4 separate regions of the Mus musculus genome follow, and regions 1, 2 and 3 are each linked to region 4. Evidence: chromatin contacts called from public Hi-C and promoter capture Hi-C data. All regions are on one chromosome and are shown on one strand. Each heading gives the region's core, a stretch centred on a gene start, on an enhancer-like site or on the middle of the called end of the contact. The rest is flanking DNA. Distances are from core to core; before and after follow the strand shown.

What was found. Promoter capture Hi-C pulls out the DNA fragments that hold promoters and counts their contacts. Hi-C and Micro-C count contacts between places; a contact is called where the count stands out from the background.
Region 1: a contact with region 4 is called in a Hi-C map of B cells, with 6 read pairs. The contact joins the promoter of Tvp23b here to the promoter of Zkscan6 in region 4. A contact is called at or near these places in 1 of 39 promoter capture datasets (pre-B cells), 1 of 484 Hi-C or Micro-C datasets (B cells) and 1 of 115 datasets of contacts at active chromatin or transcription factors (thymic regulatory T cells).
Region 2: a promoter capture Hi-C map of pre-B cells shows a contact between it and region 4. The contact joins the promoter of Stx8 here to the promoter of Zkscan6 in region 4. A contact is called at or near these places in 2 of 39 promoter capture datasets (liver and pre-B cells).
Region 3: a promoter capture Hi-C map of pre-B cells shows a contact between it and region 4. The contact joins the promoter of Trim16 here to the promoter of Zkscan6 in region 4. A contact is called at or near these places in 1 of 39 promoter capture datasets (pre-B cells) and 1 of 115 datasets of contacts at active chromatin or transcription factors (large pre-B cells).

The regions. Positions count from the first base shown.
Region 1 is chr11:62,878,110-62,884,026 of GRCm38.p6, forward strand. It overlaps Tvp23b (trans-golgi network vesicle protein 23B), which reads left to right and starts at 1,346. Exons shown (of 7, transcript NM_026210.5): 1 at 1,346-1,486; 2 at 3,828-3,910; 3 at 5,518-5,662. The coding sequence starts at 1,475.
Region 2 is chr11:67,961,304-67,967,837 of GRCm38.p6, forward strand. Stx8 (syntaxin 8) reads left to right here and starts at 5,155. Exons shown (of 8, transcript NM_018768.3): 1 at 5,155-5,214. The coding sequence starts at 5,198. It overlaps Cfap52 (cilia and flagella associated protein 52), which reads right to left and starts at 4,339. Exons shown (of 14, transcript NM_027963.2): 1 at 4,219-4,339. The coding sequence starts at 4,288.
Region 3 is chr11:62,818,867-62,824,703 of GRCm38.p6, forward strand. Trim16 (tripartite motif-containing 16) reads left to right here and starts at 1,387. Exons shown (of 6, transcript NM_053169.2): 1 at 1,387-2,133. The coding sequence starts at 1,639.
Region 4 is chr11:65,803,361-65,809,153 of GRCm38.p6, forward strand. It overlaps Zkscan6 (zinc finger with KRAB and SCAN domains 6), which reads left to right and starts at 3,815. Exons shown (of 7, transcript NM_001302374.1): 1 at 3,815-3,901.

The DNA.
Region 1 (5,917 bases), core at 96-2,595, 2.9 Mb before region 4:
GGGGCAAGGCAGGAGGACAGAGCATCTAGTCAGTTGGTACTAGGAGGCAACACCCTGTTTCAAAAGCAAGCAAAGAACCCCCCCCCCAACACACACACACCAGTCCTCCAAAAAGGAAGACAAAAATCCTAACAAGTGGGAAATTCACTTTCTTGTCAAATGCTCTATATCTTAAAATATGGTAGTGAATTCAAATTGCATTCATATAAAAAGTGAGAACCAAAAAAATTTTTTTTCCACACAACCTCACAACACAGGGTGGGCCACCAAAATCTTTGTCCAAGCAGGTTAGGACATAGGTCATTTGTCCAGCTTCACACGAAGATGCGCAATTACCTTGCCTGCTTTCTCTTTTTTGGGAACTAGGTCCATGTTTCTTCATTATTGTAACACTGGGTTTGACATAGTCCTGGCAAAGAACCAGATAAAACCCCGGGTTCTGTGAAGAGTCCCTTCAGTTAAGAAAAGGTGAGAGGGACATTGCATGAGCCTCCAACAGTCTGACATAGTTGAGCAAACAGAATATCTCTATCATTACAGTTGCAAAGATGGCTTTAAACTCTCTGAATTTGTCTCGAAAAACCAAAAAAAAAAAAAAAAAAAATCTCTGAATTTTAGGTCTAGGCATGATCATGCCATCAGCAGGTGACTTAAAACAGTAATAAAAGCAAATTTGTGCCACTTTACTAAATGCTCTGTAAAGCCATCACCGTCCTTCCCACTTTACAGCCGAGGAAGGATGTACATAGAGATTGGTTATATAATTGGTACATGGAGGGCAGAGGCGCGATACTGGCCTCTCTTCTTGTTCTGAGGTTATGCCCCTTACAGCAGTACCCTCACTGCTTACGCTAGTCTTCTTGTCTCTTTCTTACTCGGTTTTTTTTTTTTTAATTTCTTTCCAAGGACACATTTATTTCTCAATTTTCTTTAACATTTAAATCGCTTAAGAAAGACTATACTAAAATACAATACATTTACAAGGTTAAATTATAAAGCTCCGCCTCTCTCAGGGCGTCCCTGCTGGTGGTAATGACTCACAGTTTGTACTTCTTTGGTAGCAAAAAACATTTTCCATTCATAACCCAAGAAACTTCGCTTTAGAACCCATTAAGTTAGCCAGTTTATTCCCAAGCGTTTTGCTTTTCCTTAGAAGTGCAGCCCTTGCCCCTGCTCACGCTTGCCCCGCCCACCTCCACCTCAGCCCCTACAGAGTCTCTGCGTCAAGGCCCCGCCCACACACCCCGCCTCCTACCGCCCGCGTCCGTCGCGTGGACCAGCTCTTTCCGCCCCGCCCACTATGGAGCCCCGCCCCAAGGTATGGACCCGCCTATCGCCTTCCGGTCTCTGGAGTTGCGCCCTCCCACCAAGTGGCTTCCTGGTGCGCTTGTGACGTCGGCTGTAGAGCTGGATCGCGTGGCAGCTTTGCTGTCGTGGCTCTCGGAAGTGGGGGGCGGGTTGGCGCAGGGTCGTCATGTTGTCGCAGGTGAGGGATGGCGGCCGAGCGCCGGTAGCCGGTGCTTGAGTTGGGGCTGGGGGTCTTGCCCAGTCGCCCGAGGCTGTTGGGTCCGTGTGCCCGCCCACTGCCTGAGCTGTAGGAACTGCAGGTGGGTGGGTAGGAGGGCCAGCCCCGGGCAAATTGTCGCTAGAGGGTTTGTGGACTGTGAGGGATAGGGTGCACCGGCGACCCCGGAGGCACAGAGGCCTCCTGTCAGCGGGTGTGGAGCACACTCGCTGCAGGATCTCTGGGTGTGAGGTCGGGGGTAACCCGTCTTCCCATAGCCTGCCCGGATGAGGGGAATGGCCTGTAGGGCCCTGATACACAAGTTCAGGGCGATCCTGTAGGGAGAGATTGCCAGAGCCTTGGGTTCCAGTGTTACTACGCTGTACACAGATAATCACGATGGTTATCGCCTTTGTACCCGTAGAGGTCGATGTAGCCAATTGTCCTTCGGCCAGAGATTAGTACATGTAATATATTTTCTTCCTTTAAAATTTTACTGTGAAGCTGGGCGTGGTGGCGCACGCCTTTAATCCCAGCACTCGGGAGGCAGAGGCAGGTGGATTTCTGAGTTCGAGACCAGCCTGATCTACAGAGTGAGTTCCAGGACAGCCAGGGCTATACAGAGATATACAGGCTATACAGAGAACCCTGTCTCGAAAAACCAAAAAAACAAAACAAAAAAACAAAAAAAATTTTTTTTTTACTGTGAACTCCCATGTAGATTGTGTCACACGGGTTTCATTGTCAGGTTGGGATGTTCAAGGAGATGGGATCTGCAAAGGGCAGGATGGCTGGGGGTGGGGGTTGGGATGGGGAGAGGTTAGGTTGGGGAACAACATATTTTCAGATCATAATAATAAAGACATAGTGACATACCAAGTGTCTCAGGATGGGCCAACTAGAATCTGTGATAAGAAAAGTCTACTTTGTGGAAATGTGGAGTAGAAAAAATTCATTGATGGTTTCAGCTCAGCTCTGAAGGTGCATTTAGATCCGCTTCTTCCTACTCCTAGGTCTGTGACCATAAGTCCTTCCACCTGTTGGGCATTTGACATTTTTTATAGTCATTACCTTCCTTCCCCCAGGCAACCTGTGCATTAAAATTTCTCTGCAGACTTAAACATCTGTTCCCTTGTGGTTTTTGTGTTTTTTGGTTGTTTTTTTTTTTTGTTGTTGTTGTTTTTTGTCTGATAATTTTCTTTCTTATTACCTAGAAGCAGCCCCTCCCCCTGGTATTTTCATACCAACCCCCTCCCTGCATCTTTGCTAATCACCCACAGGTTCTTCTGTGGATCCTGTGTACTCCACTGTTGGGTTACAGCTGGTTTACCTTTGTTCACTGGGAAGCATTCATGAGTTGCACTGTTGGTAGCCTTCCATTGTTCCCTCCCCTTCCCCGCCCCTCACAAAATCTTGTTGGTGTTAGCTCAAAGCCATGCTTTAATTTCTTCTTTTTTTTTCACCCTTCTCCAACTGATTATAACTGTCTTGACTCAGTCTTTCAAGTGCTGGCATTACAGGCAGAAGGGGCCACAAGTGTACTCTATAATCTTAAAAAAGTAAAAACTCTCCATATAACATCTTGGATGTCTCTCCATTCATTGTCCTTAAAACCCGTGTGCATACTTGGAATTCGGTCTCATCCATTCTAGTTGGAAGTTCTCCATTCCCTGCCGCTCTGTATCCGTTGTTCTTGCCTTTTTCCATTACTTACACCCCAACCTGTTCTTAGGAGTTCACAGAAGGGTGTTAGAAACCCAGCAGTCTTTTAGGAGTCATCTTAGCAGTAGCATTCTTCAGGCGTTGGGATCCTCCTGGGAGCACTTTATCCCTCTTCCAGGATCATCGATTTGGTGTGAGAGGTTTTATATATTAATTAGAAAGAGCTACTTGAAAGAATAGGAAGAAAATGATGGAGCAAGTCCTAGAGTCACGATAGTGGTTATTCAGCCTCCGATAAGAAGAGAAAGCATTGTGAAGGAGCCAAAAGCCATTTAAGTGTATCCCCAGTAGCTTCAGTTTTCTCTGTGACTCGGGAGAGAGTAGCTGATAGTAGATGTTGGTATTGGGGGGCACCATCTGTTCCTCTTTCAGGGCTCAGGCTGGTGTTAACTGGTTATTAGATTCTCACAGGGGGCTTTCTTCAGATGACTGGAGTTGGGGTAGAAGATCTCTGTAGGTGCCTTTTTTTCCTACGCTGTGAATCCCTAGTACTTGTGCCTTGTGACTTCACCTTCCGTTTTGAGGATTGTGTAGGTTTGTATGTAGTAGGCACACAAGCACTGGATTTCTTTTTTATCATAGATATTTACTTTCCTCACAGGACAGTAATGATGACACTGAAGATGTCTCACTGTTTGATGCAGAAGAGGAGACAACCAATAGACCAAGAAAATCCAAAATCAGGTACCAGGTTGAGTTGGAGTTATGTTACTGTCTATTCTGTCCAAATGTTGGCGCTAGCTGATGGGATTTGTGTTGACATTTTATTTATTTTTTTGTTTTTGTTTTGTTTTGTTTTGACACAGTTCCACTATGTAGACTTGGCTGAGCCAGAATTCAAAGAAATCGCCTGTCTCTGCCTCCTTAGTGCTGGGATTAAAGGTGTGTGCTACCACACCCAGCTCCCTGTCCCACTTTTTGATATGAGAAAACATCTGACAAAATCAGAAAGAGAGGGAGGAAGGTGTAAGGTGTTTTGGGAAGTCTCAGTGCATGGTTGCTTGCAGTTTGGCTCTGCTTCTGGGCCCTTGGTGATGCAGGACATTGTGTCAGAGGGCGTCGTGGCAGTCTAGAAACAGAAAGAACCATAACCTGCCTTTGGTGACCCACTCCTCCTAGATAGGACCACCTCTTAGGGTCTCCCACACCTCGAACACCAGTACTGCTGTCTAGGGGGGAGGGAGGCCCTGAGGTTCAAAACAAGGCAGAGTAGGCTAGGCATGCCTGTTGGTTTGACATAGGATGAGGGAGGGGTAACTTGAGATTAGTAGTTGGCATGCAGATTTTGTTCAACACTGAGCTTTCAGATTAGCAAACCTGTAAATCCGTTATTTGAGCACTGATATGTTTTAAAGTCCATGCTTCCTGAAGATGCGCTATTTCTTTAGCTCAGTGGTAGAGCTCAAGGCTCTGGGTTCAGTTCTCAGCTTAAAAAACAAAAAAACAAGAAACAAACAAAAACTACAAAAATAAGGAGCTTATAATTTCTATAGATACATTTTGATTTCTTTTGTAAATTTCAGAATTATATCTTGTATAAGTAGCACAAAATTAAATGTACATGTAAATGTATTTCCTGTAAAGAAATTAACTTAAGTCAAAATTCTACTTGAATCTTGAAAACACTGTGCTAAGTGAAGGTGTTGGCCACAGGAGACAAAATATTGCATGATTTTACTTTCATGGAGTGTCCATAATGGGTGAATTGGTAGAGGCAGGAGATGATTGGTTGCTTAGCTCCGAGGGGGTTGGGAAGAACAGAGGGATGATTGCCAGTGGGGACAGATTTGCTTTTTGGAGTAATATTGATTGTGGTGATGGTCACACAACTGAATAGATTAAAAAGCATTTAATTTACAAAAACCCCATACATACGTGTATGATGATGTGTGCATGTACTCCCGGAGGCAAGGACGGGAAGAGTATGAAGTTGAGGGTGGCCTGAGCTACCTAGTGAGATCCTATTTGTCATAAGGGCAGGGGGAGGAAAAGAAAGAGACAAAACTGTATGGCGACTTTGTCTTCATGCTTGAAGTGATTTCTCACCTTGGGGCTCTTGTGGCATGATTAGATAATCTAAGCTGGTAAGGTCTGGCTAGGTGCTTTGATAGTTTATACTCAATGAGGTGTCAGAGTCAGTTCATGTACTATGTTTTCTTGTAACGGTATAACCTAGTGTAGTGGTGGGCACTTGAGGGTAAGCTGCTGGCTTCCTCCTCCCCTTATCTCATGGTTGTGGGTTGCTGGCTCTTGCAGTGAAGTGTAACGGAGCTGCTGTGCCTTGCTTTTAGGCACCCCGTGGCATCCTTCTTCCATCTGTTCTTCCGGGTCAGTGCGGTTGTGGTCTATCTCCTTTGCGAGCTGCTCAGTAGCAGCTTTATCGCCTGCATGGTGACAATTATCTTGCTGCTGTCATGCGACTTTTGGGCAGTAAAGGTAGGTTCTGTTTCTATTTTAAAACTGTATTTAATATGAATTCAAATAACGAATTGAAAGGAACAGGACAGCATTGTGGATTGATGTTAGTTCATTCATTACTTTAGACCTTCTGTGTGTTGAAGTGCCAGGCACACCGTTCACATAAACACTGCTCAGTTGTGGTGCCCTGTGCCAAGCTACAAATATCACTAGCAGCCATAGAATCGACATATTTTATTCTGATGAGATTTATGGATATTCTGGGTATAGTGT
Region 2 (6,534 bases), core at 3,905-6,404, 2.2 Mb after region 4:
AGTGACGCCTGGATTGCATTGGAGACCCCAAGATGTTAGAGAGTCCAGAGCCATGGTTTGTCTACTGAGGAGAGCTGTAAACGGGGTGTGGACAGAGTCTTAAGAGAGAGAATCCTGTTGCGTCAACAAAGCTGGAAGGAGTTGGAGATCCTAAAAGCCATCTAAGCCAGCGGTTCTCAACCTATGGCTTGAGACACCTTGGGGGGAGGTGTGTCAAATGACCCTTTCACAGGGTCACTTAAGAACATGGGAAAACACAGATATTTACATTATAATTCATAACAGTAGAAAAATTATAAAGTAGCAACAAAACAATTTTATGGTTGGAGGTCCCTGCAATGGGAAGAACTGTATTAAAGGGTCACAGCATCAGGAAGGTTAGGAACCATTGAGTCCTTTGACAGCAAATATAGGTGTGCAGAAATTGGGGTTTGCCCTCCTGGTTTTTGGTCTCCCTTTGTTTTTTTTTCCTCACCATGCCACTCTTTGCTCCGTTTTGGAATGGAAATTTATATTCTGTGTTATCATATGTTGGTGTATGCAATTGGCTTTTGATTTTGCTGGGAGTTACAGTTAGGAGATTGCCTCGAGACCCAGAAGAGACTTCGGACTTTTAAACAGTATTGAGACTGTGAACGACTAGGGGGACTTTGGCAGTTCCATGAGATGCATCTACATTATGATATGGCTGCCAAGCCTATTGGGGCTAAAGAGTGGAATGTGGTCCTTTGGATGGGAATAGCCTGCACAGGCTCGTAAGTTTGACTGCTTGGTCCCTAGTTAGTGGGACAGTGTGAGAACATTTAGGAGGTTGGCCTTGTTGAAGATGTGTCACTACAGGTTGGTAGTGAGGTTCAAAAGCCCACACCAGGAACAGCCTCTTCTCTCTCTCTCTCTCTCTCTCTCTCTCTCTCTCTCTCTCTCTCTCTCTCACTACTGCCTGTGGATAAGATACACATTTTCAGCTTCAGGGCTCACCCTCTGACACTGTAAGCAAGTCCCCAGTTAAATGCATTCTTATATAAGTTGCCTTGTTCACGGTATCTCTTCACAGCAATAGAAAAGTGTCTTAGACAGGTGTGCATGTCTTTAGTTATAGTTAAGATTCTTAGCTGCAAACAAAAAGAGTCAACTCTGGCTCAATATAGCAGACAAATAAGTTCAAGAAAGGAACACAGCATTGATAGGAAGTGTAGAAAATCTACTTGAAAAGTGGGCAGTGGTAATGAGAAAGCCAGGCCACGTGACACAGGACCCAGGCTTCCATGATCCTGATGCCTGGGAGACTCACAGTGCAACAGTGCTTCACTCCCTCAAGAGGAGAAGTGGTATGTGTGTGCACGTGTGCATGTGTGTGTGTGTGTGTGTGTGTGTTGTGTAGGCCTGAGGATAATGTTGGATTTTTTTTCTATGGCCCTTCACCTTATATTTTGAGATAAGGCCTCTCAGACATAATGGTTGGTTAGGCTGATTCTGGGGTTCTGCCTGTCTCCTTCCCAGGCCCTCCAGTCCTGGGGTTACATGCCACCATGCCCAGCTTTTCACATGACTGCCGAAGACCCAAACTCAGGGTCTTCATGGTGGCACCATAACCACTTTATTGATGAAGCCAACACTCTTTCCTAAAGGTGGTGTAATTGATTCTTCTAGAAATTGCAGATGAAAAATGCCTTATTTTCAGGCTGGTGAGGTGGCTCAGCAGTTAAGAGCGCTGACTGCTCTTCCAAAGGTCCTAAATTCAGTTCCCAGCAACCACATGGTGGCTCACCCGTACTGAGATCTGATGCCCTCTTCTGGTTCATCTGAAGATAGCTACAGTGTACTTACATATAATAATAATAATAAATAAATAATAAATAAAAAATAAATAAGTCTTTTAAAAAAAGAAAATGCCTTACTTTTATCTTCTTATGTTTATATATATATATATATATATAAATATGTATATATATATATATATGGCCTTTGCTTATTTGAGAAATAAAAAGTGATGTCACTGTTTTAATAACACTTTTAGGCTTTTAACGGATAGACATTTATATTTATGATTACTAACATTGTTATTATTGCCATTATGTTTTTCAGGAGCTTAGCTCTTTCTACAGAGCCAGAAAAACAAACCATATGGTTTATTTTAGACTCTGAGCCATACGGCCGGTGTTGCAGTCAGTCATCTCTGCTAGTGTAGTGTGAAAATAGCCATAGACTGCACCAATACAAAGGACATGGCTGAATTCCAATGGAACTTTATTTACAAAACACACAGTGGGACCAATCTGGCCTGCAGATCCCTGACCGATCTGTTGTTGTTGCTTTTTTAACTTATAAGAGCTCTAGATATAATGGAAAAATCGGTTGAATGTGACCAGACTCTCAATAGCAACAGCCTGATGTTTCCATATCTGACACAATTATATTCTGTTTGTTTACTTGATAAGCTCACATCAGAGTACAATACCTGGTACAGTTACATATATGCATCACCGTTTTCAAATTCAAGTTTAATAACACAACTGTTACTATGAGTTCTAATTTTGCATTCAACTTCTCAACTTTTTTTTTTTTTTTTTTTTTTTTTTTTTTTTTTTTTTTTTGCTTTGGCCATCCTAGAACTCAGTACTCAGTATGTAGATTAGGTTGGCCTAGCATATGATTAATTTCATGTGAACTCTAAACTCTGACCTCAAAGTCTAGTCCCCGCCCCCGCCTCCTCCCCCTTCCTGGATCTTCACTCTCCATTTCTCAGCCCCCCCCCTTTTCTGGCCATTTGCAATGATCTGCACCCCAATCCTTAGCCTCTGGTTAAAGACTATTTAAATTCAAAAAGAGTCTTTTCACAATAAAAAAAATCAGTCTTTTCTTGGCTTCTTTCAATAAATAACTTTTTCCCACGGGCTCGGGAGAAGTCTAGGCAAGAGTGTACACAACTCTTGCAGAGGACCTGACCTCACTTCCTAGGACATACCACCTGTAACTTCACTGCCACCAGATCTGGCGCCCTCTCCTGGTCTTCACGAGCACCTGCACTTACATGTCCATTCCTCCACCCCATACACATAATTAAAAATAAAACAAGGAGCCCGAGAGTTGGCTCAGCAGTTAAGAACCCTGGCTTCTTTCCCAATGGACCCAGCTTTCATTCCTAGCACTCACATGGGACTCACGTCTGTCTGTAACTCTAGTCCTGGGGGATCTGATGCTCTTTTCCGGCCTCCTTGGGCACTGGTTCACAGATATGCGCTCTGAGCAAAACACCCACGCAGGTTTTTTTGTTTGTTTGTTTTTTTTTTTAAGCAACCCTTTTCCCAAACTTTGATACACTTTAAGATTCTTTCCTTACTGTGTTAGCAAAAATTCAGTTACAGGCTAGAGAGATGCCTCCGTGGTTAAGAGCATGGGCTGTTCCTCCGAAGGACCAGGGTTCAATCTCAGCATCCATATGGCAGGGCAAAATACTAATGCACATAAAGTAAATTACTTAAAAAAAAATCAATCACAGATCTTGTGTGTCTTTGCACTGACCGGCTCACCAGAATATTTTTTTGCAGTTCTCCAGGGATCACTTCTTATCGGTAATATTTGTCCATCTCTACAGACAGTGTTGGCTCAGATACAGAAAACGCTGGCTTTCAATTAAAGCAGCACAGAGCAACGAAGACTCAAGAGTTAATGCCAGGAGCGCTTAAACCTTTATTTACTCTGTAATCGTTCCGCACCGCATCCTTTCAACGGTAAAGCTTTCAGGCACTACATTCGTTTTAAAAAATCAATTTTCCCCCTAAAATTTAACTCCTTGCCTTTTCGCTACACGCCAAACACGACCCCCAATCACAGCATTTCTCTCTCAATATTTACCACGACAGTCACAAATAAAGTGTGAGCACCACAAGAAGGCCCCTCCAGAATTAAAAAGGTTTCTCCCTTAATGTCCTACTTCCCTTCTATCCTGGTCTTAAACCTTTGAGTTCTTACTTTGGGAAAGACCCTTATTCATACTCCTACCGAGTTAGGCTCATTTGGTCTCTGGAGGAGCTTTATCTGAGCTCTTACACCCATGCCAGTTCCTGAGGCTCAGGAATGAGGCCCAGATCTGCCACCATCCTGGGGCGGGTGGTGCCTGGCCACACTCTTGCCGCTATTCCCACTGCCTCTCAGGCGCTACCAGGTCAGCGTCTCACTGTCCCTGAGGCATCAAATCATGGTTGCTCAAGGTCTCACCATTGAAGCCGATCACAGCCTGAAGCTCCAGTTCTGCTACATCCAGCTCGGGTAAAACTTGTTCTTCCATCCTGGAGAGTTTCAGCTCATTGATTCTTCAACTCCAGGGTGCAGCGTCTCCTGGTCGTCATGGTAACTGGCGCACGCATGCGTGCTAGGTTCATGCAGGAGCAGAAACCCAGCCCACTGTGTTTGAGTTGATTTCCCCTCTTGCAAATGTTGGGAGGACTTCCTTAGTATGTATTTTATCCATTCTGGAAATGTAGGTGGTAGGTTGACGCTAAGTGCACAAGGTAAATTTCCTCCTCTCCCGTGTACAGGTCTGTGACTTTTTAAAAACTATACAATTAAGCCCCTCGTGATGATTATTAAAAATAATTGAACACAGAATAATTGAGCACAGAGAATTGCCTATGATGAATAGGTTGCTATAAAAAACATGGCATTGATACTTCTTTTTAAAAGAAAAATTTAAAAAAATCACTAAAAACGTTTTAGTACAGTATGCAACTATTTTTATGTATGTATGTATGTATGTATGTATTCATGCATGTATGGTACATATGTTGCCTGTATGTATATTTCCTGCCTCAGCCATCCAAGTGCTGGAATTCCAGGCTTGAGTTATCACACCCAGCTTGTCTTGCTGTTTTGAATTAAGAAGAAAAATACAGAGAGCCGGGGTTGACGCGTTTCCATTCCCTGGGAAAATGTTTTGATTCTGCTCAACAATTTAACTATTTTTCTTGCGTCCAGCAATTCATGTGAATTAACAAAAATAGATTCTTGCTACCCACTCCCTTAGGGGTGCGCTCTGGGTAGCGGGGACGTCGTTCTGAGGTCAATTAAAACAGGTTTCACTTTGCAAACTCTGGGCTCGGGTCGCGCACTCTCCGAACTGCGGGGAATGAGCCGCACGGGCCGCCGTAGTCAGCTGCTACGAGCAGGAAGTGTCCCAGCTGCGGGCGGAGACTGCACCATGGCCCCGGACCCCTGGTGAGTTGCCGGTGATGGCAGCAGAGTATGGGGATTAACTTGGGGGTGGAACTGGCTTCCAGGGACTGGCAGAGACCCTGCCCATCTTTGAGCTTGAGGCTGGCGGCCTTAGGGATGAAGATCAGCGAGAATCCTCCCCCTGTTGAGGGGACTCAGCCACGTACTGCCTACTCGGTGCTAACTCTGTGGTCCTAGGGTAGGCTATGACCTGGGGGAGCTGGGACTTGAGCAATCGAATATTTGCCCCCCTTTTCTGGGGCTTCTTGCCCATCATGCTTGTGGCTGACTGCATGCATAGACTTCCCCAGGCTCCTGTAAAAGTGAGGTCAAAATAACCTTTTGGTGGGGTATCCCTTCACCCAGTAATCCCCAGAAAGGTTATAAACTGAAGTTCACACTCCATGGTCACCAGTTAGTAGCTAGTTGGGCACGGGTGCTATGGGCTTTTCACAGAAAACTTGTAGGACATTGGGAGGGGAAATTTTGCACTTTTCCTGCATCAGTAGCATGAAGACTTATGTCAGCACGAAGTAGGAAGTGCCTGATAAGGTCCATTTATTCAGCAAAGAGACCCCAAGGAGAGAATGATGAAAAACATCTTTGTACAAGGAACAAATTGCTATAAAGTCCTGACCTTCCTGATGAATAATTTATAACACTGCATTCCTATAAAGTTTGTGTTGGAGAATATGCCTTATGGTGGTGTTTCCGGTACAATTTGTAGTTGTTTGATGGCAGATAAATTTGAATATTAAGAGAGTGGATCCCAAGGTCAGAATTAGAGTTATCTGGGATCTAGGCTATTTGGGCCAGTTGCTGAATTGTTTGTTGTTGGTTTGTTTTTCAGTGTCTCGGGGAGCCCAAGTTGATCTTGAATCCCTGACCCTTTTGCTTCAGTCTCCAAAATGGTGGCTCTGCTACCAAGCCCAGCCAAGTGCTGAATTTTGTCCTAAAGTTTTAACTATTGTATACACCCCTGGTAGAAAATTGAGAGACTGCTGAGTATCTGAAGGGAGTAAAAAGCACCCCTATCCCTCGGAAGCAATCAGTGCTCACCTTTTTTTCCAATGCATTTATTGTTTGGATCTATATCCTGCTTGTATTTTACAAAGCAGGGAGGGAGCATTTCTCCATGTCCTTAAAAGGTAGTCTTAAAAACATGATTTTTAATGTGTATCAGTGCATCATCTGAGTGTACATAACTTATTTCAAATTTTAGCCCGGTTGTAGAACGATTGTTTAGCACACGCAAGACACCCTGGGTTTGGTCCCCAGCAAGACCAGAAAGCTTTCAGCTGGCAAACGAGAAAGCCGCTGAGT
Region 3 (5,837 bases), core at 137-2,636, 3.0 Mb before region 4:
CACAGAGTAAGATACGGGGCCTAGAAAGGCTGGAGAGAGCTGTATGTGGAAGGGGACAGTGCCTTCCCTCTTCTACCCGATGGCCCCTTCCTGTGCCCATTCTCAGCCAGCTCCTGGAATGCCCTAGAAGCGGACACTGGAGGGTCAGGGTTATAAACATCCATCAATTTCTGTGGTTTCAGAACCAGGATGCTTGCACAGGGTGGCAAACACAGAGACCATGCGTTTCGCAAAAGAGAAAAATCATATTTGAAGGCAGCTGAGCTGAGCATGGAAGGGGAGAAGCACAGTTAGATCCACTTCCTGGAGGGTGGGGTCTGGTGAGGATTTATGAGATAGGGAAGGGTGGCTGAGAGGACCATAATCGGTCCTCATGGCTCTTCGTGGGATGCATGTTCAGGACAGGTCAGTGTTAGAATGTTCTGAGGGCAGAAGTTTTGGTCTTCTGATGCCAAAAGGTCACCCACTAGTTACCTGCTCAGGTCCAGATGAGTCAATTTCAACAAAAGGCCATCAAGTTTCGGAGAAGCAAGCCAGACAACTGTTATCATCAAAGCCCACATGTTAGAGGTTTATGGCAGAGAGTGGAAGGCCAGGGCCCTGTCCACTGGGTGGCTTCTCACATGAGTGAGTTTTAAAAGTCAACCAGAAGTGGAGCTAGGAGGACGGTTCAGTGGGTAAAGTGCTTGCTAGGTGTGCATGGCCACCTGCAGCCATGCAATGGTGCTTATCTGTAACCCCAGCACTGGGGCAAGAGTCTAGAATATCCCTCTGACTTGCTGGCCTGCTGCGCTAGGTGACCTAGCGTGTTCCAGGTTCACTGTGAGGTCCTCTCTCATGAAATGAGGTGGAGAGCAATTAAGAAAGACACTAGATGTCAAACTCTGTCACACACACACACACACACACACACACACACACACGACTAAAATAAAACAAAAGTCTGATAAAAGCAAGTTATTAAAAGCAGATAAAGCTAGATTGACTATGTCTGTCTGTCTGTCTGTATGTCAGGTTTTGTGGTGGTGGTGGTAGGACCAAGCTGGTGGCTCATTTAGGATTAGCAGCTGCCCTATTATCAAAGTCCTTACATTTTGGACCCCTTTAAAAATATATGGAGTAGAGAGAAGGGGAGGGGGAGGGGAGAGAGAGGGAGGGATGGAGGAAGGAGAGAGAGAGAGAGAGAGAGATCCACCGCAAAATATGGCTTGTGGGACCGCTCAAAGCCGCAGAGGCTTACAATAGAGCTCAGGAATCTTGCCCTTTTTTCCAGTCCCACAGGCACACGTGGTCTCCGGAAGAGCCTATGGGGTGTGCGTGAATGAGTCCCGTAAGAATAGAAGTTTCAGGGCTGGGCTAGGAATGAGAATGAGAAGCCTGAGCCAAGGAACAGACACAGGAGCCAAGTGGCAAGGCAGTTCTGAGCCTTGTCACTGTGGCTGGCTACTAGCCAATCTGGAGGAGCCTCGTCCTGTCTGAGTAACTGAGCTTCCTCGGGAGGGAGGAAACAGTTAATGTCTCAGGGCAGCTGCAATCTGCTAGGCGTGGCTCTCTGGTTTGACTTGGGCTACTCAGATCCTGAGCCAAGGGACCGCGAGGAAGGACGCCTTAGTCCTTAGTCCGCAGAGCCTCCACCAGATGGCTGAATTGGATCTGATTGCCCCGGGGCCTCTGACCGGGGTCACTGCTCACCCTTTGGCCCCTCTCGGCCCAGACCCTGTGTCAGCTATCCCAGCAGAAAAAGAAGATGCGGACCCTCTCAGCAAGTCAGGTGAGGAAACCCAGGAGCAGGGTCATGACCCCGCAGAGGTCGGGGCTCCTGGTGAAGAGGATCAGATCTTGTGTGACTTCTGTCTTGGGGCCAGCAGAGTAAGGGCAGTGAAATCCTGTCTGACCTGCATGGTGAACTACTGTGAGGAGCACCTGCGGCCACACCAGGAGAACAGCAAACTGCACAGCCACCAGCTAACCGAACCCGCAAAGGACCAGGATCTACGCACCTGCCCTGCCCACCACAGCCCTTTGGTTTCCTTCTGCCACACGCACCAGCAGTGTATCTGCCAGGAATGCGGGGAGGGTGAACACAGAGGCGACAGTACTGTCTCCCTGGATGCAGCCCGCAGGAACAAAGAGGTGAGTAGTGGGGTCTGTCGCCTGGGAGGGACCAGTGGGAGGAGGTGTCCCCAGGGAGAGGTCACACATGCTGCATTTGTGGCTCTGTTGATGCCAGTTTGTTCCGAGTCAACAGAGGAGAACTTTAGCGGTAGTGCCTGGGTGTTGGTTCGCTGTAAGTATCTATAGCCGCTGGCTTTGGAAACAAAAGTGGGTCACTGTCCCCATCTCAGTGTCCCTGTTGCTGTGCGGTCTCTATTGTCTCTGCCAGGCATAGGAATTTCCTGCTGTTTCTAGTTAGAGTTTAGTAATGTGCATTTGGGTGTGTGCTGTAGAAGGTTAGCCTCAGGAGTGTGGTATTTCCCTCTGGCAGGATCTGTGAGGCATATATCAACCCATGAAAACCTTGGCAGAAGTCCAAGGGAAAAGAAGAAACCTCAGACTTCATTTCTCCTTTTCTTCCTTCCTCTCTTTCTTAACTTCTTTCTTTCTTTCTTTCTTTCTTTCTTTCTTTCTTTCTTTCTTTCTTTCTTTCTTTCTTTCTTTCTTCCTTCCTTCCTTCCTTCCTTCCTTCCTTCCTTCCTTCCTTTCTTTTTTTTTGAATCGCAAAACCACAAAAGAAGCTAACACAAAATGCTGCATTCAAGTAAAACAAAACAAAACAAAACAAAAACTGCCAAGATAACAGAATTTGAAACGCACACGGAAGTTAATGCCAAGGGCGACTTAACTTACTGGAGAATAAAGGTTCCTTACGGGATAGGCTGGCAGGAGCACCTGAGAAACACTGTGCTCGAAGTCTGAAATTTTACTTTTATCAGATAAAAAAGTCATTTCTGAAGCACTGCTTGCCTTTATCTGGAAGCCAAGATCCTGGATGAGACATTGGGGGTGGACCCCCGCAGCTTTCCCACTTTGAGTTTCTCCCACTTTGAGTTTCCCCAGTAGGAAGTAAGGTTGACTCCGCCCACACACAGGTCCTGGTTCACGCTCAAGGCAGTTCCCTCTTTGCACTGTTGGTTGGCACACCCAGAGCCTTTCTGTGGCATGTGTTCCTGGGCAGTAAAGGAAAGTGGTATCTGGGCAAGGAACTTTCCTAACCAGGGTATTTCTTTTGTTCCTGTACCAGAGGTAGACTCTCTCTAGTCCTGGATGGGTGTAGTTCTGCAGAGTTCGACACTCCAGATGCTAATGAGTCACCATTTCCGGCCCAGGAAGCCACTTGTCAACTGTTTCCAGTGTTTCTAGTATCAAGGGATGTCCTATACGGAAAGTATGGCAATCAACAAATACATCAAAGGAAAGGGACCCACCCAACTTGAAAATATTTTTTGGTGTGGATTTTCCCATCTGATATTTCAGTAATTATTAGGTGAGGGCTCTGAAGGTCTCTGTTGTACTTGTTCAAAGTTACGCAGTTGATGAGCGAGGCATGGAAGCTTCTGGAACACCATCTTATTAGAGAAAAATGAAGGAAGACCCTCAAATTGCAACATTGTAACTTTAATATTTATTCATTTGTTTTGTATGTGGGTGTGTGTGCATGAGGATGCATGTATGTGAACATGTGTGTTGAGGCAGAGGTTAACCTCAGGCAGGGAGTCTCCTCAGGAGTTGTCAAATTAAAAAAAAAAGCTCACTATTCTCAAAAATATCCTATAGGTATGCAATGAAATATGATTACATGTATTCGCATATAATTATATTTTCTCCCCCAACTCTTCCATATCCCCCCAATATGTCCTCTCTCAGCTCAATGTCTCCTCCTCCTCCTTCTTTTTAAATATAGCTGAATAAGTCTAGTTAATGCCTCTTTGAGCATGGGAGTGGGGCATCCACGGGAGCACGGGAACCCTGCCAGACCATATCCTCAAAGAAGAGTGTTTCTCTCTCCCTTAGGAAGTCTCAACTGCCAGTAGCTCCTTGGTTTGCTTGAGATGGAACAGGCTTTCTCATTTGGACTGAAGCTAACCAAATAGGCTGGTCTGACTGGCCAGAAAGACCCAGGGATCGACCTGTCCCTGCCTCCCCAGCACTGGGCTATCAGCACCTAATACTATGCCTAAATGTTTTGTAATCTGAACATATTTTAGATTTGTTTTATGTGTATATTTTGCCTACATATATGTATGGGCACCACCTGTGTGCCTGGTACCTGTGGAAATCAGAAGGAGGGGGTGTCAGTTCCCATGGAACTGGAATTATGAACTGATGTGAGCTGTCATGTGGCTGTGCTAAGAACCAAACCCAGGTCCTCTGCAAGAGCAGCAAGTGTTCTTAATGGCTGAACCATCTCTCCAGCCCCCAGCTTTAAAAAGATTAATTTATTTTATTTTATGCATATGGATGCTTTGTCTGTATGTATGTTTGTGCACCATTTGCATGCCAGGTACCAGAAGTACAGACCGTTGTGAGCCACCCTGTGGGCGCTGGGAATTAAACCCCAGTCCTCTGGATCATAGCCAGAGCTCTTAGTGGCTGAGCCATCACTTTGGCACCTCCAGTTTTTTAAGATGTGAGTTCTGATTATTGAATTTAGTTCCTCATGCTTGTTCAGCAAGCATTTCACCAACTGAGCTATTGCCCCAGACCTAAACAACAACAAAACCATCACACACACACACACACACACAAAATCTGGTATATATACATTAAAGACATTTGGCCTCAGCACGTTACTATTCTCTTGGATATAGTGTCTGAATTTTACTATTTTCTACTTAGAAAGTCTGTGCAGGAGAACATTAAAGAAAAAAACCTATCAAATAATGTAACAGAGTAGAGAAGAAGTTCTCCACCCTGATTCTAGATCCCACATCCTTTCCCTCTGATCAGAACATCTGTTTGGTTTCTTCAGAAATGCTCTGTGCCAACACAGATGCAATATAAAGTGAAGTATAGGCCACCTCATGTACCATGGAGACTTGGGCGATAGCACTTTGGGTAGGAGGAGCAGTGTGGAGCACAGACAGAGCCCCAGATGTGGAGGAGCAGTGTGGAGCAATATGGAGCTCCAGATGTGGAGGAGCAGTGTGGAGCAGTATGGAGCTCCAGATCAGACATCTTAGGAGAGAGCTGTGCAATACAAAACGATCTGAGAGGCTGTGGGGAGGTACAGCCTGTGTCATGGACCGTTCTGTTTTTTGCTTTGCTTCAGAGAGGTGTCTCCTTTGCATCCTATGTCCTTCTTGTCAGATAGTGGGGCAAGCTTACTCAGTAGGAGCAGCCACACTCTGGGTGGCTCCACCAAATCTTAGAGGACGAAAGATCTCTTGCAAGGAGCCCAAGAGGCCCGCTCAGAAGACAGTATCTTGAAGAGACAAGCACCATTAGGATTGCTCTGAAAGGCATATTAGATATATCTAAGGTTCCAGAAGCCAAGAGTTCCTCCTCTCAGCCAGTCCACACCCCCTGCATTTACTAGCGTTCTGAAGGTCTCTTTGGAGCCAGCCAGGGCTAATAAACTCATGCAGGCATGTTGTGTACAGGAAATGGCAGATCGGTGTCATCTGGGAGGCACAGAGTGACGTTTCTGTCAGCCATGTGAGCCCTTTCTGAAGTGCCCACGGTTACTACCGGTTAGACTGATGGATGAAATCTGGGGGGTTGAGAGCTGGATCCCCCTGATCACTTGTCCCATCTGGATAAACATCCAGGGCCCAGCCGTTCCTACAGGGAGCTCAGCGCTCCTCTCGGCTCTGGCTCGGCTTCCGAGTCTCCTTTTT
Region 4 (5,793 bases), core at 2,565-5,064:
CAACATTCGGAGCACTGGGGGTTCTTAAAAATATCAAGCCCTGGTCTCCCCTCTAAGAAAGGGCTTAGGGTTTTAACCACAGATACCTCTCCAAACCAACCATGACAACACATTCTATAGGTAGGGCTTGGCTCGGGAGGCTGAGGCAGGAGGATGACGATGAGTTCTAGGCCAAAGTGAGTAAAATTTTATTTTATAAGACAAACAATCAAACAAAGAAGTGGTGGCATCACTAGTTAAGGGTCTTTGAATTATTGCAGGCATGATTTTGGCTAATTTTTTTTTTAATGTATGTGCATGAGTGTTTTGCCTGCATATGTGTTTATGCACCATATGCATGTCTGATGCCCTTAGGGGTCAGAAGAGAGCAGTGGAGCCTCTGGAATTCCTTTTCGAGCCACCATGTGGTTGCTGTGAATTGAGCTGGGTCCTCAGGAAGAGCATGGAATTCTCTTAACCACTGAGCCAGCCAACTCTCCAGCCCCTCAGGGGTATGGCTTTGAATAGAAGAGTAGATACCACCGTACTTGTCTTTGGTTTCCGTGACATAAGTAGTGCCTTTATTACCTATACACTTCTGCCATGAAGTGCTAACTTGCCTCAGGATCTGAAGCTAAAAGGACAAACCATGATGGACCAAAATCAACCCAAACTGCAAACCAACTATTTCTTGGGTATTTATTACATTTGCTGAAAACTCACTAATATTGCAAATAATCACACCTATTTGTCTTTTGAAGATCAAGGTGAGGTTTGTTTTTTTTTTTTAAATGTGTTTTATGTATACATATGTGTACATGTCTGTTTATGCATACCATTAAGGGTGGCTTCAGAGTACAGAGCATCAGATCTCCAAGTGAGTCACTCAAGATTGGTGCGAGGATACAAACTCTGGTATTCTGCAAGAGCAGTATGTGTTCTTGACCACTGAGCCATCTCTCCGGCTCTCATGGATGAAGCTTTAAAATCATGAATTGTGGTTTTGTTCCCCAGATCAGTAACAACAGAACTGCGTTAAAACAGTTGTTTAAAAGATCCAGTTGCCGGCATTGCCTCTGAGATACTCTAATTTGGGGAGAGGCATAAATAATATGGCTTTTACATGCTCCCACTCTGTGCTGCGTGGCCAGAATGTAGTTAGAACAAGGTTCTGTACTTCTTCTGTACTTTTTGTTCAAGCACGTCAGTCAGTTAACTATTTTAAAGCTAATCTAGTAATTATCCTGTCCTCTGTGCTTATATATCTATGAAATATGCAAGAAAGCAAAAGGACAAGGTAAGAATGAAAAACACATATTTATTAAATAAAGTTCTTGTTAAAATATAACAGACACTGGATTTGAGCAAATGCTGTTTTGCTATTCTGGAATATGGACACTGTTAAGGCCTCCTTCTAAGTTTAGTTTATTTTTGGTGGTTTTAACCATTGTCAAAGTAAAACACCAAAAAAAAAAAAAAAAAAAAAAACCACTTCACAAAAACTGCAAATGGATAAGTTACATTATTAGCTACATATTTATATTTTAATATCATTTGTTACTATTAACTTCCATAGTCCCTCATATAAGTCAGTAGCTCTTGCAAACGAATTATGCAGTTTTCAAGTTTTAATAATTTTAACCAATAGTCTCACAATGAAAGCATTAAGATGTTTCATATGGAACCTTATATATGTTGATTCTTGCCTATTCAGACCCAAATAGGACCCATTTTCCATTAGGTTTAATAACATTTCATAAAGAACTTCATAGTTTGTATAAGTGCAAACTACAAAAAAGTTTTTTTCATGCTCTAGCACTACACACAAACACCATAATATGCACACATATAATCTTCACATATACCTTACATAGATTATCTGTATGTATAATCTGTATGTATAATTTACATATATATGTAAGCATCACATACATATTTTGCTGGCCTCTTGGTCATATCTGATTGAGTTAGCATTGCTCTTGATTCTACTATATTACACATACAGTATTTGATTACAAATTATGATTAAGAATTTGATTATGAATGTACTCTGGGGTCTGGGGATAGAGCTCCGTTGGTATAGAGTGCTTGATTAGCATGCACTAAATCCTAGGCGCCAAGCTGGCAAGAAGACTCAGTGGTCGACAAAGCTTCAGTTTAATCCTGGAACCTACATGGTGGGAAGACAGAACTGATTTCTAAAGTTGCCTTCTGACCTCCATACACACAGGCCTTGGCACAGGTACACATAATACATATGTGTACACACACGCACATGTATTCTGCCTTGCACCCTCAGTACTCTTACGTGGGAACTATTTGCTGCTGTGGTCCAGAGCTCAGAGCTCAGAGCTCTTTACTTTTTTTTCTTATTGTCTCCAGGCTTAGATGTTTGTTATTTCCTCAGCCTGGAAAACTTGCCCTGTACACTAGGTTTGCTCCTTAACTTCTAGTCTCAATTCAAGGTTGTTTTATCTGTTCGTCCTCCCTCATGGTACATAAACTGTAATACAACTCTAATACCACCTGTCTTACCTCATTAATTTTTTCCTACTTTTCATGACCCAGCATGCTTATTACCTGTGCATTTATTTACCTATTGCTCAGCTTTCTTCACAAAATAGTATTTTAAGGGCCAGAGCATTGCATGTGTAGTTCACTGCTATATCCTTATCGAATGGAATAGTATCCGGCTCCGACAAGGCAGCTGGTAAATATTTATGAAGTAAATGAAAATAGATGGCACTTTTCTATTATCTCCTCCGCTAAGTTAGATGTCTTCCTATTTTTAAAATGTGTTTTGCTTGTTCCGTCTGTTCAAAGAGTGTCATGCTTCTCCTCAATTGCCAGCTTAATTTTTAAAAAGTAGCTAAAGGGACAGTTCTAACTAGAACTGTCAGCTTGAATTTTGTGGATTCCAAGATTGCCTCTATTCTCTCCCTGAATTTCAGAAGGAAATGTGTGTATAGCCATGTCTCCATATTTCCCGTGGGAAAAGCCTCAGCTTCAGTCAGATTCTCAGAGGCTCATTGCACAACTCCAGGGTTTGAGTTACTCTGCTCTCCCTTGAATGTTGTTCAACTAAAGCCCAACACGCTTTACAGGAACCTTATTAGGGTCCCGACCAAACCACCTGATCTTGGAAGTGAAGTTCCTCAGAATTGAAAATAACCCACGAGGCGAGTCTCTAGCTAAATGTCTCTGCTCAATCAGCCAAGCTCTCCTGTGATAGACACTTCCGCCTCTGCCAGACTCGTAACCTGTCAACTACGTTTGTCTCTTGACGTCTGTCTGACTCACCGATTGCTTTAACCGGGATTGTGAAAGGTTTTCTAAGGAACTGCGAGCCTTTCGGCGCCAAGGACTTACTTTGAGTACTCGCTGAGTTCCTTTCCTACTGATCAGTTTTTCAGGCGTGTGCACATACCATGCTCCCCTCGCCCCTGCCGTGTTTCTTCGGAGATGTCCACCCTTCTAACCATGGTCTAGGGGGAGGACGCATCTCTATTCCAAAGCTGTCCTGTCTGTCAGCTACTCATGACTGAATACCTGGATTTGGACAGGAGGCTTCTGTCAACTGGGCTTAGTGATAAGAGGTGACTGCTGTGGCCCAGCGCAGGACGGTCTGAAAATGGGCGAAAAGGCTGTAGGCTCAGCCTGGGTTAGAAAACCCGATCTCGAGGAATGAATGCTGGTGGGAACCCGGAGCTCCCTGCTCCCTGCGAGGGGAGGGGTCAGACTCGGGTCGTGAACTGGGACACTTCTTGGGGAGCCAATAGGAAAGCCGGTCTCAGGTAGTCCCTCACTCGCCCCGCCCCGCCCCGCCCCTCGCTCCGCCCCGGCGCCGCGCGTCGCCAGGGCCGCGGATGCGCGCAGCCGTCCAGCTTCCGGAAGTGCCTCGGTGAGGGTGGTTAGGGCCGAGGTAAGCGCGTAGTTTGGGCGGATCGGAGGGCTAGCCGAGTCCTGGGGTCAAACCTGAAGTCGCTTCAGCTCGCGCACTGTCAGGAGCGAGCTGGGGCGGGGACAGCGGTCTCAGCCCCGTGCCTGTCGCGCTCGCGGACGGCAGGCGCGTGCGGGGGAGGGGACTCGGGGCGGAACGGAAAGTGGACTCTTCCGGGTTGCTCGTCCCAGGAGAGGGATCGGGTCTGTCCGGACTCCGGTTGGACACTGCCAGGTGGCTAACCGCTAGTTACTGGCCCTCAGTGATAACCCCAGCTACCCCTTGCAAACCCCCAGAAGGCTGCCCTAGCTCTTCCTGGGCTTGAAACGTTGCTGCTTGGAAGCCCTGGAGGATCCAGAGCTGTTAACTTTGTTTTTTGTTTTTGTTTTTGTTTTAAAGATTTATTTATTATTATATGTAAGTACACTGTAGCTGTCTTCAGACACCCTAGAAGAGGGGGTCAAGTCTCATTACGGATGGTTGTGAGCCACCATGTGGTTGCTGGGATTTGAGCCATCTCTCCAGCCCACTTTTAATACTTACTTTACAGGGCTGTCAGGAGGGTCATCAATGGCACAAGCAAAGCCTACAGTGGTCTGATAAACAAAGGGCCACCTACATGTGCAACCCTGTGTGCAACCTACGTGTGCATAGAAAAATTGCATTTCACTTCGATTTCTTAAAGCGTCGGTAATACAAATATAACTGATAAATCACGAGTTTCTTCTGTGAGGAGTGAGAGGTAGAGTCTCATCCGGACACAAATCCATACGTCTCTCTATAAGGTAATTTAATTTTGAGTAAATGGACGCCTTGTCACAGATGCCTGGGTGGTAGCCACCAGTTGGCCTCTACTGCATGAAGTAGTAGTATTAATATACAATTTAAATGTGTAAGATTTAGTTTCCCAGAATAGCGCTTCTTGAATAGTCTCCAGATTTGTGTTAGGAACTAATTCTGATCAATCTGACAGGTAGAAATTTTACTGACTGAAATTTTATTATTTTTGTAAAACTCAGGAAATCATTTAGTTAGTGAAGGGGTTTTGTGTATTTCATTTCTAAAAACAGAGCCTTCTTTGAAAGTTGTCCTCCTAAGCCAGTGATTCTCAACCTTCCTAATGCTGAGACTCTTTAATGCAGTTCTTTTCATGGTGGTGACTCCCAACCATAAAATATTTTTTGTTGCTACTTCATAACTGTAATTTTGCTATTGTTACAGATTATAATTTGAATATCTGTGTTTTCCCATGATCCTAGGTAACCCCCCATGAAAGGATCTCAACTCATAGGTTTTGAGCTGCTGTTCTAAGCTCATAACATTTGGTCAACTGTGATTTCAGGATCATTTTGTGTGAAAATATATTGTAATTTCCATTGCGATGTCTTTGACCACTGATTACTAATTTCTACAAGTTGGGATTTCAAGATCCCTTATTGGTGTTGATTTCTCATTTAATTACATTCTGTCCTGGCTAGTTTATGTCAGATTGAGTCATCTGAATGGAGAGAACCTTAGTTGAGAAAATGCCTCCTTAAGATCTGGCTGTAGGGTATATCCTTAATTAGTGATTGATGGGGAAGGGCCCATGGGTTGTGAGTGATAGCATCCTGGGCTGGTGGTCTTGAGAGTTCTCTAAGAAAGCAGGCTGGGAGGAGGAAGCTAGCAAGCAGCACTCCTTCAGGGCCACTGCATCAGCTCCTGCCTCCAGGATCCTGCCCTGGTTGAGTTCCTTCCTGTCCTGACTTCCTTCAGTGATGGACTATGATCTAGAAGTGTAACCTGAATAAACCCTTTCCTCCCAACTTGCTTTTTGGTTGTGATGTCTCATCATCATAATAGTAATAGTAACTCTAATTAGGATATCGTGGTTA